2 separate regions of the Mus musculus genome follow, and region 1 is linked to region 2. The links are chromatin contacts, called in public promoter capture Hi-C maps. All regions are on one chromosome and are shown on one strand. The core of a region is the stretch at or near the end of the contact, and the rest is flanking DNA. Distances in the headings are between cores, read along the strand shown.

What was found. Promoter capture Hi-C pulls out the DNA fragments that hold promoters and counts their contacts.
Region 1: a contact with region 2 is called in a promoter capture Hi-C map of cranial neural crest. The contact joins the promoter of E130102H24Rik here to the promoter of Dock7 in region 2.

What each region holds. Positions count from the first base shown.
Region 1 is chr4:101,354,906-101,357,922 of GRCm38.p6, forward strand. E130102H24Rik (RIKEN cDNA E130102H24 gene) reads right to left here and starts at 1,343. Exons shown (of 2, transcript NR_040708.1): 1 at 1,176-1,343. All of the region lies in intron 1 of 0610043K17Rik (RIKEN cDNA 0610043K17 gene), which reads left to right.
Region 2 is chr4:99,119,536-99,122,443 of GRCm38.p6, forward strand. It overlaps Dock7 (dedicator of cytokinesis 7), which reads right to left and starts at 1,390. Exons shown (of 50, transcript NM_001369286.1): 1 at 1,190-1,390. The coding sequence starts at 1,227.

The DNA of each region.
Region 1 (3,017 bases), core at 93-2,592, 2.2 Mb after region 2:
GAGAAAAAAATTGCCTAGTTCTAGGAAAGGGGTGGGGGTGGCTATCTCTCCCCATCCACTCTCTCCAATATAAGGCCAGGAGGAGCAAAAGGCACTGCAGAAAACAGCTGTTAGGAAGAATTCAGGAGGCTCCGGGAGGAGAATGCTACGGGGGTTTTGGAAACCGGAACTTGAGGACACCCCCCCCCAAATCCTTTCTTCTTCCCTCCCTCTTGGAAGAGACTTGGGGCTGGGTGTGCCTTCTGCTTTGAGAAGCATTTGGCTCGGTAGAAAGGCAAGGGGCCAGGGTGCGGCCCACAGGGAATAAAAGCTTAGGCCTGGCTCTGGGCTAAGTTTAGTGGGAGATAGAGGAGACCGGAGAAGTGCAGGTCTGAGTGGAAGACCTACTGTGGAATTAAAAAAAAAAAAAACCCTCACTAGGGGCAGGGCGGGAGACACCTCTCTTTTTCAACTTAAACTCAACAGTTCATTGCCGGTGGGAAGAAGGGTGAAGAAAGAGACAAATTTTAACGTAAACTGTGAATTGCAACTTCTGGGGACTAGAGAGGGCTGACGTACCAACGCTATCAGCAGGTGAAAAGAAGCGCCTTTTACCAATTCTGGGGTGTCGAGGTCTGGCCAAGCTCTGGTGGGCAGGGCACTGTCTGGCTTCTTAGCTCACCTCGCCTCCAAAGCGGGAAGAAGCATAGGTGTGGTCTTTCTCCAGGAAGGTGGCAGCTGGCTTCGCGGGGCAAGGGAAAGGATTCCTCACCGGGAAGGCGGGGAGGAGCCCCGGGGTCAGCTGCGGCCAGGAGCCGGGGTCTTCGCCAAGTCCCCTCCCCCTCCTGAAAACCGACCTGGACTAGGATCGATTACAGCAACACCCTCTCGCCTTCCCAATAATTTCGCAAATAATAGTAATAAGCCCAGCCCCTCTGGCGCACGTTTAAAACAAACAAGCAAACAAACAAAAACCCAGAGCCCTGAGCGGTGGAAACAAACAGGTGAGTCCAGGGAGAAGCGGGAAAGAGTGGGGGATAAGAGGGGGGGCGTTCCCAAACGTAAGGGGAAACAGAGGTTCTCCCAACCTCTCTCCATTTTCCTTCCCCCTGCCCCCCAAGAGTCTGCGTGACAGGCTAGGTACCGCAAAGCCCACTCTGACAGCCTTCCCGCAGCCCGCGCCCCCGCCTGCCTACCCTAGGCTCCCGTGTCCAGGCTTCGGGGACCGCGCGGCGCTCGCCCGCACCCCGGCCCGCCACCGCCGCCGCGGGGACTCCGCTCTTCCTCTCTCCGCCTCCTCCTCGCAGACTCCTCCCGCCGGATCCGTCATGTAAACAACATCCCGGCTCTATTTCCAGCGGCCGCGGGACGGCGAGGGAACCGCGCCAGCGCCCAGCCACCGGGCGGGGGTGGGGGGAAAAGCGAGTGCGCCACAGCTCCGGGCCTGGCCCCGAGCTGCCGCCCCGCGCGGTCCGCCGCCTACCGGAGCTGGCGCCGAGCGCCCAAAGGCGTCCAACAGCAGCCTCCGCCCCCGCCGTCGTCTCCGGGCTCCGGGATACGGGGCCGGCCCGGGTGCGAGCGCCGTGCGCGCGCCGCACAGCCGCTCTCTGCGCCCCGCGGGCCGGCCAGGGCGCGCCGCCAGCCCGGGGCCGAGAGCGCAGCACCCGGAGCGCGCACACGGACGCCGCCCCCGCGGCCGCGCGCACCCCGCACCCACCTGCGCCCTCGGGGGTCCCGAGCCCCCCTTTCTTTGTTCATCCCGCTATTTGCATGAGGATTATCTAATGACGCAGCAAGGCTCGCCACAACGTGACCGTCGCCATTTTTCTGTTTTTATTCTAGCTTTGCCATGTGATAGATTGGGGAAGGGGGGGGGGGGGTGGAAAAGGGAGAGAGACAGGATTGAAGGAAAAAAAAAAAAAAAAAAAACTTCCGGGTCTCATGACCGGGAAGGGAGAAAAACAAAAGGGAGACGAGACACAACTCCAGGCGAAGGACGTGGTGCGTGTGCGCGCGTGCGCGCCGGTCTCTCCGTGCCCAGGAGCCGGAGGCTGGGGTGCTCCAAGCATCCTCCCATCATCAGGGTCCGCGGATCCTGGTTGTGCGGGCCTTGTGCTCCATCCTTCTGCTGGGTACCCGGCTGCCTGCCCTTGCCTGGCTCCAGTGGCTCAGTGGTCCATTCAAATAACAGAATCGGAAGACCGCTGCATTTTCTAAGTTGTAAAACAGTTCGCTCCGAGGACCCCCACATGGCGAGGGCAGGGGGAATCAGACCAGTTCAGATTTTCTTTCTGCTTCCTTTTCTCTTTTCCTAAAGCTGGACGCACAGCTTAGGGATGGTTTGTGGCGTTGCGGGCTTTTTGGTTTGGTTTGGTTTGGTTGGGCGAGGGCGTGCATCGTGGCTGGATTTATTGAGGTAGAAATTTAAATAAAAGGTTCAGTGCTAGGAAGGGTTGAGAAGACTGCTGCAGAGCTTTGGGCCGATTCGTGTTCTACCGTGTTAATTCACATTCACAGGACGTGATAGGTGCCCAGAGTTCACGGTTGCTGAAAGGATAAATGTCTGGAACTCTGCCAGGTCTCAGTGACAGAGTTTGGTGCTTTCGGTTACTTGTGTGTGTTCCTTCAAGAGCTTTCACTTTTGTTTCTCTTCTGCGTGCCTCTCGTATGATTGAAAGCAGAAGTGGACCTTAGCGTTGACTAGGGCGCTACCACTTACAGGTGAGAGACACAGGGTAGGTCTAAGCTAAATACCGTGTTAGACCCCAGTTTGTTTGGACCGAGAGACAGCTGAGGGGGTAAAGTAGAGCCTAGCACCGTGCAGCTGTAGTTCCGTTTTGTAACATTCCTGTGCCTAGAACTTAAAGATGGATAACTCAGAACTGCTAACCCCACAGGACTGCTGCGGGGGTTCATGACCTCTTCCGGCACCTTTCTTGAGTGTTGACTCAAATATGTGTGTGAACACAGCTTCTTTTCCTCTTCTTCTGGGGAGCATCCTTGTCATTGAACAAGGCAACATGTGTGCTGTGAAGTGT
Region 2 (2,908 bases), core at 140-2,639:
TCCTTTAATGGCATGCCTTAAGACCCCAAAACAAAAACTCATACTTTCCAATCCCAATTACAAATGTTCAATGATAATATGGACAATGCACTATTAAGTGCTTTATAAAAAAAATGACCATTTAAAATTCACGACAACCCAATAAGCTAGATACCATTATTACCATTTTTCAGATGAGACAACTAACATGCAAGAGAATTTCAACAACCTGGTGAAGGTCCCGATTTTAAAAACACTCAGTATTGTAATTTATCTTAGTCTACCAGTAGCACCCATATTCCTAAGAACTTATTTAAGAAGAATATGAAATACATATTTTAAAACTCAAAAAGGGTTCATTTACATCTGATCTTAGCCAAAGACAGAGATGCAATGAGATGTTAGTTTTAAATGGGAAAAAAAAAAAAGTGTCCCAAAAGCCTTAACATTGTGGGGGTCCGGAAACTAATAAAAGCTTTTCTCCAACATATCCAAAAACCTTCTACAAATATCAACAAGCTAAAAAGATTCAGAACCACAGAAATATATACAGCCATCACAAAATTTCATCTGAATGTTGCCTTTCTTTAAGCCTAAGTCGCAGAAATAAGGCTTTAATGAGACAACAAACAAACAATGCCTAGTTCCTTATCCATAAGTACATCCCATAGCTAAATTCTACAAACATCCTTCCATTTTTTTATCTGGACAGGGAGGTAAACTGCTGGGGAACCTTATCCTCGGTGGGTGGTTTACTCCTAGGCCCACGCATAAAGCCCAGTGCGGGTCGGGTCATCCATCTTCCTCTGGGGCCAGAGAAAGAACGCCCACCGAGCCCACGGGTAAGTGGGGTGCTCCCATGTCCCGCAGCCCATAACTTTGCACTGCGGCCTCAGTGTGCCTGTGCAGGCGTGGGTGCGGAGCCGCTGGGGCGGGCGGGGCGTCCGGGGTGCTGTCAGCGGTGGCGACGGGTGCGTGAGCGCCGTGGCCTCCACGCCAGTTCCTTTTGTTGGGGCGCCCGGAGCCGGGGCGTGGGCGTGGAGCGCCGGGGAGGACGCGACTGCGGACACAAAGAACCGCCGAGCTGCCGCACGCCCTGCGGGCCTGGCGGGGCGCGGACTGCAGGCCCGGGACCGCGCGGCAAGGCCCGTGGGCCGCGCCACACCCACCCTCGCACCCCGGGGGCCCGGCCGGGCTCCCCGCCGCGTACCTGCTGATCTTCTGAGCGAAGGCGCGGCGCTCCGCCATGGCTGCGGCGGCGCGGGGCTGGACGCGGGGCTGGACGCGGGGCTGGGCGGCCTCCTCCTCCTCGCGCTCCCGTTCGCGCTCCCTCCCGCGCGCTCGCCCGTCGGCTCTCCGGACCCCACCGCGAGGCTGGGCCGGCCGCTGGAGCGCGGAACCAGGGTACCGTAATGCGCCGAGGAGGCGCGCACGAGGAACCTCTCTCTGCCCCCGCCCCCGCCACCCCCCTTCGCCTCGCGCGCCAATCCCGGCTGGAGGCCGGGCTGGAAGGCCGCCGGAGCCCGCGGGAGCTGATGCGACGCCGGGTGTGGAACCGGGCCGCGAGCCCTCGCTGCCCTGCCGCCACGACCGGGAAGACCCACGACGGGGCCGTGACCGTAGCCGCCGAACGCGCGCGGGGCTGTGCTTTCCCCAAAGGGAAGGTTAGGAAATGGAAAGGGCCTTGCGGCTTGGTTCCTGCAGCTCCTGACTCCAGGCAGTTTAAAGCACCTTTCTTGCACGCCCCGACCTCGTGAGTGGGGTCTAGCTGGAGAAACAATGGCTCTTCTTTGTAGAAAGAACTCTCCCACAAAGGTGGTGTGATAATCGCTGATTTGTGGTGCATGGCCAAGCTTACACGCATGATCTTACTTAATCTCCACAACAGCTCTTTGAAGTAGATTTAGCTCCATTTTAGAGAGAAAAAAATTGTCTCAGAGAAGCTGTGACTTGCCCTTGGTCACACATGGCAAGCTCCTCCCGTGAACGTGAGACCCAGAGCCCAGGCCCTTTTCTCCAAGAACAGTTATCCCTGTAAAGAATTCTCTTGTGAGTCCTTTACAGTTACTCTGGCATTCTCATTTCATATGTATGCGTACATGCATATCCATCAGATGAACTGTTTTCCATCCTTTTGATGTTCTATAAATAGAACCTGTGTCAGTCTTGTTCTAATGCATTGGGTTCTGAAATTGTGAAACTAAGAAAAATCCTTTGGCTTCTTGTGACACCTTCCCTCCTAAATGTTTTAAGAATTTAATATACCTTATTTGCAGTTACTAAATGTCCTCTGTATCCTTGTGGAGCGTGTTAGATTGTCTCTCACCATAGCGAAACCTTCAGCTTGAAGCCTGGTCACTTGCCCAGTCATACAGAACAGAAAGCACTCATTAAGTGGGTCCAGGACTTCCCGTCTGTACCCTAACCTGGGTTTGAACCAGGTGATTGGATGCCTTTAAAACACTGGTTTACGGTGAGGATAGCCCATTCGAGGTGGGTATATATTTAACATGTACTTAAATGCAGGTATGCTAGAGCCCAAATGTGAGCTAGCTGCGGTTCTGTTTTCAGAATATTTGAGTCCATGGGGAAAGATACAGCTGCTCCAAGTCTAACTTTGCTGTAACACTGTTCCAGACCTTTCCATTGTTCATGATAGAAACCCAGTTGCTTTCTGCCTCCTCCCCATGTGACCTTGAGCAAATTACTTAAACAACCGGAACAGTGTTACTTAGTTGCAAGCATAGTGTGAAGATGCACTGAATTCAAGGTCTAAGTGTGGGGTCTGGGCTGCAGTGGGTACCTACCTAGCTGCTACAGTTTCCTCGCAGGTGTTATCAATATCCATGGTATACTTGACTTTGTCCTTGGTGCTTCAGAGTCTCTGGATGGCTTGTCTGCTTTCATGCTCCCAGGCAGATGTTGTAGG